4 separate regions of the Mus musculus genome follow, and regions 2, 3 and 4 are each linked to region 1. A link is a contact called in public ChIA-PET and HiChIP or PLAC-seq data. All regions are on one chromosome and are shown on one strand. The core of a region is the stretch at or near the end of the contact, and the rest is flanking DNA. Distances in the headings are between cores, read along the strand shown.

The links. ChIA-PET counts read pairs in DNA pulled down with a chosen protein or histone mark. HiChIP or PLAC-seq counts read pairs in DNA pulled down with a chosen protein or histone mark.
Region 2: a contact with region 1 is called in a BATF HiChIP or PLAC-seq map of CD8 T cells, with 6 read pairs. The contact joins two enhancer-like sites. A contact is called at or near these places in 2 of 39 promoter capture datasets (the 3T3-L1 cell line and hippocampal neurons) and 3 of 115 datasets of contacts at active chromatin or transcription factors (CD8 T cells, Th17 cells and memory CD8 T cells).
Region 3: a contact with region 1 is called in a BATF HiChIP or PLAC-seq map of CD8 T cells, with 7 read pairs. The contact joins two enhancer-like sites. A contact is called at or near these places in 1 of 15 datasets of contacts at CTCF or cohesin (CD8 T cells), 4 of 484 Hi-C or Micro-C datasets (the MNK3 cell line, bone marrow-derived macrophages and common lymphoid progenitors) and 3 of 115 datasets of contacts at active chromatin or transcription factors (CD8 T cells, Th17 cells and memory CD8 T cells).
Region 4: an RNA polymerase II ChIA-PET map of memory CD8 T cells shows a contact between it and region 1, with 33 read pairs. The contact joins two enhancer-like sites. A contact is called at or near these places in 2 of 15 datasets of contacts at CTCF or cohesin (CD8 T cells and large pre-B cells), 33 of 484 Hi-C or Micro-C datasets (the AML12 cell line, B cells, the Ba/F3 cell line and 20 more) and 4 of 115 datasets of contacts at active chromatin or transcription factors (CD8 T cells, Th17 cells, embryonic stem cells and 1 more).

The regions. Positions count from the first base shown.
Region 1 is chr1:161,307,858-161,311,242 of GRCm38.p6, reverse strand. No RefSeq gene overlaps it. Among named protein-coding and RNA genes, the nearest start is that of Prdx6, 58 kb to the right of the region's middle. Within about 2 kb of position 1,757, at least 27 of the 459 cell types and tissues checked have an H3K27ac peak or open chromatin away from gene starts, as enhancers often do. A contact at or near this core is called in CD8 T cells and memory CD8 T cells, where this site is marked.
Region 2 is chr1:161,773,794-161,777,178 of GRCm38.p6, reverse strand. No RefSeq gene overlaps it. Among named protein-coding and RNA genes, the nearest start is that of Gm31869, 8.0 kb to the right of the region's middle. Within about 2 kb of position 1,813, at least 22 of the 459 cell types and tissues checked have an H3K27ac peak or open chromatin away from gene starts, as enhancers often do. A contact at or near this core is called in CD8 T cells and memory CD8 T cells, where this site is marked.
Region 3 is chr1:161,711,240-161,714,624 of GRCm38.p6, reverse strand. No RefSeq gene overlaps it. Among named protein-coding and RNA genes, the nearest start is that of Gm31869, 55 kb to the left of the region's middle. Within about 2 kb of position 1,479, at least 59 of the 459 cell types and tissues checked have an H3K27ac peak or open chromatin away from gene starts, as enhancers often do. A contact at or near this core is called in CD8 T cells and memory CD8 T cells, where this site is marked.
Region 4 is chr1:161,692,291-161,695,675 of GRCm38.p6, reverse strand. No RefSeq gene overlaps it. Among named protein-coding and RNA genes, the nearest start is that of Gm31869, 74 kb to the left of the region's middle. Within about 2 kb of position 1,810, at least 10 of the 459 cell types and tissues checked have an H3K27ac peak or open chromatin away from gene starts, as enhancers often do. A contact at or near this core is called in CD8 T cells and memory CD8 T cells, where this site is marked.

The DNA.
Region 1 (3,385 bases), core at 508-3,007:
GCCTGGGCTACAGAGTGAAATTCAGACCAGCTTTGGCTACAAATCAAAAATCCTATCTCTAAAACAAAAGAAAACAGGGCTAGAGAATTGGCTTAGTAGTTAAGGGCACATGCTGCTCTCCTAGAAGACTGGAGTTCAGTCCCCAACACCCATATAATGGTTAACAACTGTCTGTAACTCCAGTTAGATTCCAGGGGATCCAATACCCTCTTCTGACCTCTGTGAGTGTATATACAGGCAAAAAGACTCATATACATAAAAAAAATTTTCATTTCATATCCCTAAATGTCAGTATTAAATTTTAATTAATAATTGACACTAATAACAAAGTTTTAATATACTATTGTGTGAGTTTTTTAAACTCTAATCTTCGTACTAACTTAACTATAGTCTCACACATTTTTCATTAATTCTTCTCTGGGGAGTATAAGAAGGAAGAGAACCTGCCCGACACACAAAGTAAAGAACTGAATGTAGCCATCACAGGCCCTAAGTACACAAATCAGGAAAGCCACTAAAGTGAAGGCAGCTGGGGAGGCCATTGTGGATACTTACCCAAAGAAGGGACGACTCCAGCAGAAACTACAGGGAAAACAAGTGTGGATGCACTCAGCCCACCCACTACACTCCCATCCGAGACTGTAACAGCCAGACTCCAGATTTCAAGGACCTGAAACAACACGCCATCTTTTTATTTCCCATTCTTCGTTTTTTTCTTCGTGTGTGTTTGTTTTTCCACTTCATGATCCTTTTTTTTTTTAACTTTCCCTAAAAGTTTGGTAGAATTTTTACTTTATTGTATTTAAAAACGTTTATATTTTATTTCTTATTCCCCTTCATACACATAGCATAGTCACTTAATTTTATCCCCACAATATTCTTCATTTAGAGTGCAACCTCTTATTCTCTTCTTTTAAGACTGCCTTTCTCCTTTATACTCTCTATACTTAACTATAATTGTATCTTGATCTTACAACTCATGATTTATATTTTACTTCTTATCTGGCATTTGTCTAATTTTGATCCCAGTCTTTTCTTGGCACTGGGGGGATTCTGTGTTTTCTTTTTTTAATTTTTTTCTGACCTCTTGATCTTTTCTATTCCCCACCATGTTGGGGTTTTGTTGTTGTTGTTGTTGTTGTTGTTGTTGTTGTTCCTTTTCTTTTTGTTCATTAAACCCGTTTTTCTTCCATTTTTCCTCTTTCCTTACCTTCTTTATCTCATTTATTATTTCCATACTTAGAGCAATTAATGTGCAGAACATAGCATGCTTTAATTTTGGCATTCTTTATTGCCCAGTGATAACTGCTGATTGTAGGTTTAAGTATTCCTAAATTTTTACTTTTTTTTTAAAGAACTATTTTATTTCTAACTATGTATCTGTGTGCATATGAGTATATGCACATGAATTTGAGTGCCCTAGGAATAGCAAGCTGTTGAATTCCCTAAAGCCAGAGCTACAGTCATGAGCCATGGAGCATGGTACTAAGAACCAAACTCGGGTCTTCTGTAAGAGCGGCATGAGTTCTTAACCGCTGAATTATCTCTCCAGAAGTACTTCAGTATTTGACTTTCTGATTCAATATGATTACAAGAAAGAACCAGGTTTTTGTGGTCAATCAATAACAAAACTGAACACCAGTATCAGATAACATCGAGAGGGAAGTGAAAAGGTGAGTAGCTTATATAAAACAGACCTTAGAAAGGAAATCATCCCAGCCAGGAGACTGAGTAAAAGTCCGATTCATTTCATGCACTGACTCTGACTTTCTGTGTCTTAGACACCACAACAGTAAAGCAGCAAATCATACCAGGGCACCACTGCAAACCACATCAAAACCCCAAACAGCAGTTTTGAATGTCAAAAACATTCACTTCCTTAAAAACAACTTTCTTATCTGGGTGTAGTATAAATCCACGTAGTAATTCCAGAACAGTGGAGGAAAGGCCAAAACTTGAGTTTCAGACCATCCTGGGCTACAAAGCAAGACACTGTCTGAAGAGAATACACACACACACACACACACACACAGATGCAGACAGACACTCACACAGATGCACACACATAGACACAGACACACATATATACCCAGACACATACATATACACACATGCACACATACAGACACAAATGTACACATGTACACACATACACATGCATACACTCAGGCACACATACACACAGACAGGCACACACATAGACACAGATGCAGAAATACACACAAACACATGCACGCACACACACATTTCTTTACTCATGTTTGAATGTAGTATTTCCTAGACATACATATACATGTATACAAACATGATGAAAATGTTCAAAATACAATCAAGAGATCAACTATAAAAATTCTCAGTTAGTAGGAAATGTATAAAAACTAAAGGTATAACTAAACTATTCAATAAAACAGATTTTTTTTTCAATTTAAGAGAAAAATGGATTTCAAAACACAAGGGGTATTTAGAACTCTGCAATACACATCACTGGAGAAGAACATCTCCATGATGTGTTATAGTTAAGATGTCAGAACAAGAAGCACAGGAGCAATATTAAAAGCTGTAAAGGGAGGCTATCGAGATGGCTCAGTAAGAGCATTGACTGCTCTTCCAAAGGTCCTGAGTTCAAATCCCATAATGAGATCTGATGCCCTCTTCTGGTATGTCAGATGACAGCTACAGTGTACTTATGTATAATAATAAATAAATCTTTGGGCTGGAGCGGGGGCTGACTGGAGCGAGCAGGGTTGACCTGAGCAAGCAGAGGTCCTAGAAATTCAATTCCCAACAACCACATGAAGGCTCACAACCATCCGTAGAGCTACAGTGCACTCACATACAGAAAATAAATAAATAAATCTCTTTTTAAAAAAAAAGCTGTAAAGGGGAAAAAATACCAATTCACCTACAACAACAAACAAATCATCAGACTTAGAAGACAAGAAAAGAGAGGAATAATGTATTTCAAACCTAGAAAGTAAATAACTACAAACAAGATTACTGTATCCAGAAAATCTTTTTAAGTTTTAATTTTTTAAATTTTTCATACAGTATGTTTTGATTATATTATGTCTCACAACTCCTCCCAAACTCCCTCCCTACCCACCCAACTTCATGATATATATCTCTCTCGGTGCTCTCTCTCTCTCTCTCTCTCTCTCTCTCTCTCTCTCTCTCTCTCTCTCTCTCTCTCTCAGAAAATAATAAAGCACATGCACAGAATCTATTTTGTGTTGGCTGACTACTACAAGATGTGAAGGCTGTCCAAAGGAAAACTGAACACTGATGGAGAAGTAAGAACATTTCAAACACGGACTAAGACATTTCATGACTCATGTCATGTCCAGCAGAAAGCATCTCACAGCAACTCCTATCCTACAGCTTTGGC
Region 2 (3,385 bases), core at 564-3,063, 470 kb before region 1:
TCCTTGAAGTGATAGTTTGGGGATGTGGGACCTATTAAGAGGTGACTAGGTCATAAAGCAGAGCCCTCTTGAGTGTATTGATCTTATTTTATTAATAACTAGGCTAGTAATCTGCCCACTATGTTTTTTGGCTTTGCTTTTTTTAAACACATGTTCTGGTCCTCTCGCTTTCTGCTAAGTTATGGACCAGTTCAAAGACAATCATCAAATGCTGTCACTCTGTCCTGCCCACAGTTAAACCCACATGACGCCCATAGACTTCCTAGCCCTTACATGTCCTTCATTTGTCACCTTGTAAACTATTTAAGCTGTGGTATTGTGATGTAGCAATAGAGAACAGAGTTAGGGTCATCCTATACATAGAGATCCCAGGGTCCCAGAGGTGGCCATGGATTTTCTCTAGATTCTTCCCGAGAACTATGGACTCTCCGCTTCTATCTGGACTCCCAGAGCCAACACTCTGCTGTCTCTCGCAACTCAGTTGTCCTGAGGAAAAAAGGAAAGGGATTGAATTCGGGCTGAGAAGGCCTGGGTGAGTTCAGCCACGGCCACTTGCTTAACTCTATGTGACTTTAAGTAAGTCCCACGGACGTTGTGAAATTCCTTTTCTTGGTCCTCTATAGAAATGCTGTTGCTGACATGAAAAGGAATCCTTCAGGCCTTGGAAAGGCTGCTGGAGGAGGAGCTGTGGCGCTGTTGTATTTCTCAGTAAGTTTCCTGATCACCACGCTTAGATAAATTCCTCAACAGGTGAGATGGTTTGGCAGGCAAAGGCACTTGCAAACCTAGTGACCTCAGGTCAATTCTCCAGAAAGCACATAAACGTGGGAAGAGGAAACTGACTCTATTAAGTTGTCTTCTGACCTCCACACATGTGTTGTGACATATGTGCCTATATACACATCATACGTGCACGTGCACACACAAACACACACACAGAGCATGTGCTTATACACACGTGTACAGAGACAACTAAGATTTCTTGCTCATTAATATTTTCATAAGACCCATATAAGAAAATCTCATCAACTATACAAACTACCTGTTATAAGAAACAGACAGAAAAATAATCTTCTGAAGTGTGAAAGTAAAAGAATACTATTTCATATTAACCATAGTCTTTAAAATCATTTTATTATTTGTTTTTACTTTAAGTATGTCATTATACATATAAGAGCAACTGGCTTATTCAGATTCTTTACTCATAATTGAGATATTGGATATCTTATGTGTTCATTATATACAAAGTCTACTATGATTAGCCACATTTTAATTAGCATATAAATAATGGTACTCATAACATATTCATAGATTCATATCATGTACTTCACTTATATTAATTTCCAGTTACCATCTTATGTTCCTCTCTCTCCTTTCCTGCCGGTCCCCTTAGCTCCTTCTGTTTTCTATTCATAAGTGTGTACATATATTTAAGTCTTTGTCCTCAATCTGAAATAAAACATTATAGTTGTCTATTTGACTTTCTGAGTCTGGTTTATTTTGCTTACCATGACAACCTAAAGCTGTATTCCTTTTCCTGCAGATATGATTAGCCATCTTGATGACTGTGTCTTTTCATTCTGAAATACAATTTTAAGAGATGACATTTAAATATTTAATTTCAATAACGGGACATTTAAGCTTAGTGCTACCCTTGATAGCTGCCTCCTTCATTAAACTTGGGATCACTTCAGGAGATGTGAGCTGCCAAGGGGATCCCCCTCTTTCCAGTAGCAGCCTGTCATAGAGGGACTAGAACCTCTTCGTTCTCATGTTGCAGCCCCACTTTCTGTGGGTGAACGAACCACTTCAAAGACTATGTGAAGTTTTGGTAAGAGACACGACGATGGTATCAAGTTTTAAAGTGTTCAAATACGTAAGGCATGCAAGACAAGAACCCTAGCCAATGAGACAACAGCTACTTGTTGGAGTTTCCAAGGCTTTTAATGGCATGGATAGATCTTTTGGGTTTGTTTGTTCTAGAGCTTATCCTCCATCCTGCTCCAACCCAACTCTGTTCTTGCTCCACTTCCAATCTGTAGAAGAAAATGCATACATTTTTTTTTTTTGGAAGGAGGTTCATGGAGCTATAAAGAGACTATCTCTAGCCTCAAGTAAATGGATAATATGCTAGATCTTCCCCAAAGAGATTAAAGTCTAGACTGAAGTGACCTTAGATTCATTGAGAAGAGACAACACTCTTTAGATGGTGAGAAAGAGACAGAGGTGTTAAACAGAACTCTGAAGTGTGAGCTGGAATGGAAGAATTATCTCAACCTCAGCATCCTTTTTGCGTCGTTTAGGTGGCCTTATTCTGGTTTCTACGAAATTCAGAAGACTTCTGCAGAGGTCTGGATAGGGTGATGAAAAGAAGAAACCAGCAAGGCTTGATTCTGCTGAAGCTCCCTTTAGAGTTGTGCTCTTGGGCCTTGTTGCTGACTAGGCTGGCCAGCCAGCTTTTCCAACCTGTCCAATGAATATGAAGATTGCTTCTGTTTCTAGCAGAGAATGTAACCAGGAGTCGAGGTGAGCACACAATAGATCCATGCTTGATTAGGAATGCTTTTTCTGCCTTAAAGCCAAATTTGTGTTTATGGTTCACTGAGTGGTTAAGTAGATCAACTTTTAATTGAAGAGTGATATAACATTTACCACAAGGCTTATTATGGCCCTCAAATCATGATGTATGTACATAGCAAGATTGCATTGCTTCCCTTTAAGCAAGAGTTATAGAAAGTGCCTATATTTAGGTCAGGTCATACCCATAACAACCCCCTTAGCCAAACATTACTGACTCCAGCTTGTGAGAAAGCAGAGAAGTGATAACTTCTCAATGGCCATGGAGTATCAGTTAGAACTCAAGACTAGGCTTGTCAGATCTGAAGACTGTTAGCCACATATCAGTTTGCCTTCTGTCCTCATTATAATTATCAGTATTCAGTTATTTAACGACTATTTGTTAAGTACATGCTAGGAGTCAAGCATTGTTTGGAGGGTGGAATGGCGAACATAATAATGATTATTCTTTTATTAATTTGTATCTTGGGTCCTGGGGAGCAAACCCAGCCCAGTGCATTTGCTAGGCAAGTATTCTTACCACTAAGTACACCCACAAAGTCTCATTCGTTCTTATGAAACTTATCCTTAAATGGGGTTCCAAAGCTGTGTTTTAAAAAAAAAACTAAACAAGAAAATAAACACGTAATCCCAGAAATGGTTAGGCAACAATAAGCTCTATTTTGAGAATTAAAATAGAAATAAACTAACAAGAGACTAGACGATGGCATTAGAGAAAAGACTCTGAAGGAGAAAGATAACGAGGCTGTATGTGAACACAGTCAAAATGAATGATATGGATGCATTTATACAGTTAGTATATGCTAGT
Region 3 (3,385 bases), core at 230-2,729, 400 kb before region 1:
GTGCTGTCCCTGGTGCAAGCTGGGGAATTCCTTGGTTTTTTCCAACCAATATGCTTTTCTAAGAACTGTCAGCACCCAGTGCAGCAATCTACAACATTCCAACACCGTGATGCTCAGTGGTTTGCTGGCTTGACAAATGCAGAGCCACTTGAGACTGTAGCAGTTTCTTCTTCAACTCTTCATGCCCAGGGCTAGCACAGAGTGAAGGAAGACTAGGCACGATGCCTGGGAGTTTAATTTGCATAGTATTTTAGAAAAATCTGGTATACTAGGAGGGGCTAGGAGAGCTGTTTGCATTAGGGTCGCTGAGGCTAATTGGAGACAGAAGTTGTAGGATTAATATTCCTGAACAGCGTTCAGACAAAGGAATATAAGAGGGGCCATATTGTTGGGTATTAGCAAGGAGCATCACTGAAGTAGAATTATGGTAACTTAGATGCCCGTTAATCTAATTATCAGGTGGGCCACTTTTAGTTTGATCCAATTATAACATCATTCTAATGAGTCATAACTGAGTTTGAAGGGAATATAAGATTTCCTATAGCTTAAGAAGTTGGAAGAACAAAAGAAGACACATGAAAGGTTTTAAGATCGTTTGCCTTTTACTTTCCCAGGGTGAAATTGCATGTAAATAATAAAAATGTAATTGGATTATCTTCTCCGTTTAATAGTTGAGTAAGAGAAATTCCAAATGAACTTAAGAGTTTTTCCCCCAAGACAAAAACTAAAAACATCCTTCTTTAGGAATAAACCTGGAACAAAAAAAAAAAAATTGTAACACCAGGGATGGAAGAGCAGTAGTCATTATAGTTGAGGGCCTTGTAGCTGCCATGGGAGCTACTTGTGTGGTGGGAGCAGGCCTTGCAGTTAGGTGGTTCTCTTAATAGCTGTGTGGGATGAGTGACAACCCTAAGGCTAGAGTTTCTAGTTAAACAGGTCCTCATTCAGTCAGCAGAGCAGGAGACCCTGGGATGCTAGAAAAGAGTTAGTCTTGGGGCCTCTGGAGCGCATGTCAATGCAGTCCAGCTGCTGAGTCAATCGAAGATACCATGGTTACTATTTCTCTTTGGCTAGAGAGTTAGAGTCATAGGTAGATCCCTGTAATAATGAAAAAGTCCTTGGGTCACTTGATTTGATCTATAAAGTAGTAGTTGGCTTTCTTAACAGGTCCTTGATGCTTTGATTTTATTAAAAATAATAATATGAATAATAATAATCTTAGCATTCCCAAGGGAAGATCGTGCTTTGGGTCAGAGAAGCCATCTTTTCTCATGAGGGAGGTGTGTTTGAGCCAGTGTACTCTCTGTGTAAAAGGCCTTCTCAGAGTAGATCAGATAGGACTTGGGGTTTGCGTAGGGGCAGCTCACAGGTGAGAAGCACCTCCTTTGGCTTTGTGTTTGAGTGGGCTGAGCAAGAGGGGAAGGTGGTGAGGAGCCTAACGGGCTTTAGAACATCGGTTTCAGTCCCGTGTGACTGCTTGGCTGCGTGCCCACCTTTTGCTCCATTCGTAACGAAGTTCCACATTCGACCGCTGAGAGCGTTCTCACATACAGATCCTGTTTACATAAGAACTTTGATCAGACACCCACAGTCACATGAGAACTTTAAATACATCCTGGAAGGGTATCCTCTAGACACTCTTGTTTCTTAATATTTTGAACAACAACAACAACAAAAATCTTGCTCTGCTTTCAAGACTCTGAATTTCTAAAATGAATTCAGCTCACACTGAACTATTCATTATTCAGTGTGCCATGCTGTGGCCAGTTAAACTGTCTTGTATTGCTGCAAGATTTGGTGGTAGTGATTAAGCATAAATTTTAATCAAAAAACAGAATTAGTAAAAGTATACTACTGACTTTTCTACATCAGAATTCTCTCTCTCTCTCTCTCTCTCTCTCTCTCTCTCTCTCTCTCTCTCTCTCTCCCACACACATCTTTTCTATATCCCTCTTTAAACCAGAAAGAAATGCTCAACACATTTGCTATTCAAAAATGGGACATTGTTTTTCTCCCTTAACTCCTTTGCTGGAGTAGCTGCATGGTTTCTTTTGAAGCTCTCCACTTAAATTCCCCAAGAATTCCAGGGTTTACCCGGCACAGAGAAGGACGGTGCTAAATATAGAAACCACTGGAGATCACTTCCTCACACCACCACTTGTGTGCACGCCTGGAGATCCAGCCAGGACATCTTCCCAGCAGGGTTCATTTGTCCCTTACAACAGTAGTGCCTGTGGTTGTCATGAACTCTTGTTTTCTGTCTTTCTTTCTTTCTTTCTTTCTTTCTTACTTTCTTCCTTCCTTCCTTCCTTTCTTTCTTTCTTTCTTTCTTTCTTTCTTTCTTTCTTTCTTTCTTTCTTTCTTTCTTTCTGTTTTGGGATTCCCACGCACAGCACATCCTGTGGCAAAAGCTTAGCAAGGTTGCGATCTGGTTGCATTCTAACTTATCTCCCTCAAAGACTGGACTTCCTATTCCTGTTTATACCTGTGCCCATTACCAGCTAAGTGGCTGCACTATGCTTTTCAAACCTTGTCTTTTATTTCTTTTTTCTTATAAAAGTATAGCTGTGAAAGATGAAGTATTTCTGGTAAAGACATTTTCCTTTCCTTCTGGTTGAGGAAGGTTTTGTTCTCCAGCCTTCTTTGCATCTGGGGATGATACTGAATATATATGTGTGTGTATATATATATATATATATATATATATATATATATATATATATATATATATATATATACACAGAGAGAGAGAGAGAGAGACAGAGAGATACAGAGAGCACATGGGGGCTCATGCCTTACTTTTACCTGGCCTGGCACAGGAAGAGCTCCTGTGAGATCTTCTATATATTCTTCGTGAAGTTGAAGTGCAAGATTAAAGCATGGTAGCATCACAAGTTAAGGCCATCCTGAACCCTGAGCCACTGTATAGAGGTAAGCTATAAGAGATCAACCTACCTTAGATCTGTGTAAATGAGAAATGAGTTTTTATTTTGTGAGTTTCTGAGCTAATATTATGGCATAGTCTGAATTTCCTAAACCGATACACTTATTACTCAAGACAATTTTCTCCATCTCTACATAATGCCTTGTAAGTTCCTTTTGCATTTCCAATTAGACTCTTTTATATGTATCCAAGTTCATAGAAAGATATTTGTTTCTGAAAGACTTGTCTACTACATCCTCATTTTTAAAAAGGTTGGCATGGGTAATAATGCCTTTAGCTAAGTTATGTTTTGGTAACAAATGGCACCCACACTAAAAGTGACTTGAACTCTAGTAAGAGTTTTTATTCAAGTTACATGTCCATTATGGCTCAGGTGAAGTTTTGCTCTAAGTCCTTATTGAGGAATCTAGGGTGATGATGTAGCTTCTACTTGGAGCATGA
Region 4 (3,385 bases), core at 561-3,060, 380 kb before region 1:
ATAATTTATAGATTGACATATAGCACCTGAGGATAATTTACACAGAGGGAAGAGAATGGCGGAGAGGCAACCTGGGCGGGGTTGGGGGTGGGGGGGATGAGAAAGCATAATTTGAAGAGCCAGGAAATAGCTTTGTCTGTGTTATCACCTTCCTCCTCCTCCCCCTCCTCCTCCTCCCTCCTCCTCCCTCCTCCCCCTTCCTCCTCCTCCTTCCTCTTCTTCCTCTTCCTCCTCCTCCCCTCCTCCTCCTTCCTCTTCTTCCTCTTCCTCCTCCTCCTTTCTCCTCCTCCTTCTTCTTCCTCCTCTTCCTCCTCCTCCTTTCTCCTCCCTCCTCTTCCTCCTCCTTTCTCCTACTTCCTCCTCCTCCTTTCTCCTCCTTCCTCCTTCTCTTCCTCCTCCTTTCTCCTCCTTCCTCCTCTTCCTCCTTTCTTCTCCTTCCCCCTCTTCCTCCTCCTTTCTCCTCCTTCCTCCTCTTCCTCCTTTCTTCTCCTTCCCCCTCTTCCTCCTCCTTCCTCCTCCTTTCTCCTCCTTCCTCCTCTTCCTCCTCCTCCTGGTTTGTTTGGGTTTTTTCATTTTTTGTTTGTTTGTTTTTCCAGACAGGATTTCTCTGTGTATCCCTGACAGTCTTACAGTCATGAAACTTTCTCTGTAGACCAGGTTTGTCTCAAATTCACAGAGATCTGCCTGCCTCTGTCTCCTGAGTGCTGGGGTTAAAAGCACCACCACCTCCACCTTTAAGAAAAAAAAAACTTTTTAAAATCCATTCTTGGGTTCTATTGCTTCCCACATTTTCCCCAAATATTATGAAAAACTTAAGTTTTTAAGTGACTTACTACCTCTCTTACCCATTCCAGGAAGGAGGAACGTTACTAGCGCCACTTAGATTTTCAATGAACACATATGGACTCCTGGTAATAAAATATGAAAATAGAATCTCTTTCCCCTCCTGAAATTTGTGTCTCTTTCTTTATACAGTGAAGGAATTTGGGGGCTGGGAAGAGGTTGTGGTGATAAAGGAAGGAAGGTATCCAATGAGGATGCCCCATTATCCCAGATTACCATACAGTCTGGGTTAAAACATCTCTGATCTGGCAAAATTGTAAATAGCGGTTTCTGCTCCACAGCCCACAGGGCCCTGTGTTTGGATGAGGCGTCCACACTAAGAACACACGTGACAAGATTAACCAAGAGCAGAAATGGAAAAACTACAGTGACAGCCGTCATGACCATTCCTTGTTGGGCTCTTCTCAGGTAAGACATGCTTCCTTGAGTGACATATCTGCTCTGTACTTGCCCCTATTTACTACTTCATTGGAGAGAGCAGCATCCGTCCGTCCGTTCGTCCGTCTGTGTTCATATGTCTGTAGTGTTCATCTCCTTTACATCATTCCCTTTGGTTTCCAGTGCTTTCCTGTTAACTGAAGTGGTTATGGCTACCATGGGTGTTCAGTTAAAAGAGGTTAGGTATTTGCAGAGAAACTTAGCTTAGAGGTTGGCCCCCAGGGGTACTCAATGTGGTGCCTACGTGGAGTACCTAAGGTGCAGACGAGGTGTGACTTTTGTGTTCTCTGCTGGCCTTCTCCCTCCCATGTTTCAGTTGAGTGGGGACCGGACTGTAACAGATTTGGTTTTGGGTGGCATTTGTTACTTGTTGCTGGATCACTGTTTCGATGGGGGAAGTGTCAAAAGACTGCAGGGGTAGCAGACCGTGCCCCCTTTGACATTATTACTCATTCCTTGAGTGGAAAACGTCATCTGGTGTCAGTTCCCCCATTTTTCAATGTATTGAAGTTGGCTACATCTTTGCTGTCAGTCAAGCAGAAAGTAGAGACTTCACCAACTCCAGGATGGGGGGTAGTGGGGTGGTGGGTTTCCTCTGATCTCTTTCTTTTCAGTATTTGTTTTGTGACTTGAGACCTGCCTGATGCTTCAAACAGCCAGGCTGAATTGTTTTTGTCCCAGCTTCATGGTGAAAGACCTTTTATTTGAAATGTTTGAGACTCTTACAGGACCTTTGGGCCCCAGAAGAGTGCATCGACATAAAGACGCGTTGGTTTCAGTTTCTGCCTGTTATCCCGTGACATTAAGGCCCAGGGTAAACTGTCTCAGTTTTGTTTTTATGGGTCCCAGGGTCTCCTTATCTTTCTCCCAGCACTTTCATGCGTGAGACCATTTTCCATCTGCATTTTATTTGATCTTCTATGTTAGCTCGGTGTTTTGGTTAGAATTGGGAGGGATCTTTCATTTCGTTTCCAAGAGTGGAGGCATGTCTCATCACAGACTCAGGTTTCCCACAGCCCGTGATGTCAGGTAGTAAATGGTCTCGTGGCCTGTGACTGTGAAGTGACAGTTAGCTGGTACAAACATGGTTGCTGTTTGGTTTTTTAAAATTTTTCTTCTGCTAGTCACTTAAAACACCTATGCACTCTTGAGTATTGCACATGCCAGCACTATGTGTGGGATACTGCGGACTAAGTCCTCTCACACACAATGGCAAACACCAGCTTCCTTTTTTTTGTGTGGCATGCCTTGGGTCTAGCATGCTTAAGAACACATTCTGGGAAAGGCTGTTTAGGATAAAGACTTAATTCATGATTTGAAAAAAAATCTAGAGCGAGGTTCTGTGTTGTCTCTTTGTATTATGCTCACAGGGGCATCGTGGCTCATTTGCATACTATCTGGGACAGGTCTGCTCAGCAAGGCATGGTCAAAAGCCAGTGTAGGTCAACCGAGTCCATGCCCGAGTCTACACTGTGACCCATTGCATTTACCATCCTAGTATCTGAGAACAGATCTGAGTTGCTATCAGACTCAGTCATGCCTGGTGCCTTGTAGGGTCATGTCACCTGGTGTCCTGTTCTCCTCCAGTTCTTCAAGCCTTGCTCAACTGTTTCTTCTCGGTGAAGCTCATGACAATGGCAGTATCTAAAATTGAACACAGCATCCTCCACACTCCCAGCAACCCAGGCTCTTCCCTCCACAGAGTTTATCTTTTGTATAGATTTACTGCTTAGGTAACTATTTGTTTTGTTTCTTCCCCTTGTCCCTTAAGTCCATAAAGGCAAAGACTTTAAAAAAATTAATTGTTGCATCCCAAATGCCAATAAATGATCTGGCACAGAATAGATGCTTGCTGCATGAATGTCATTGATTGAACAAATATGTGCGTCCATCACACTAATGATTTTATAATTAAGGGCAGCACACTCGGGTGTTCTGAAATAGCTTATGGTGACAGCTGTAGGGTTGTCAGTCTGAGCCCAGATCTTGACGAGTTGCCTTCACCACCGTCATCACCTAATTCTTCTGGGGGTTTTCAAGGGATGTTTCCTGTGTACTTGCAAAAAATTTCCCACTCTCTTCAGGAAGCGGGATGGGTACCTGG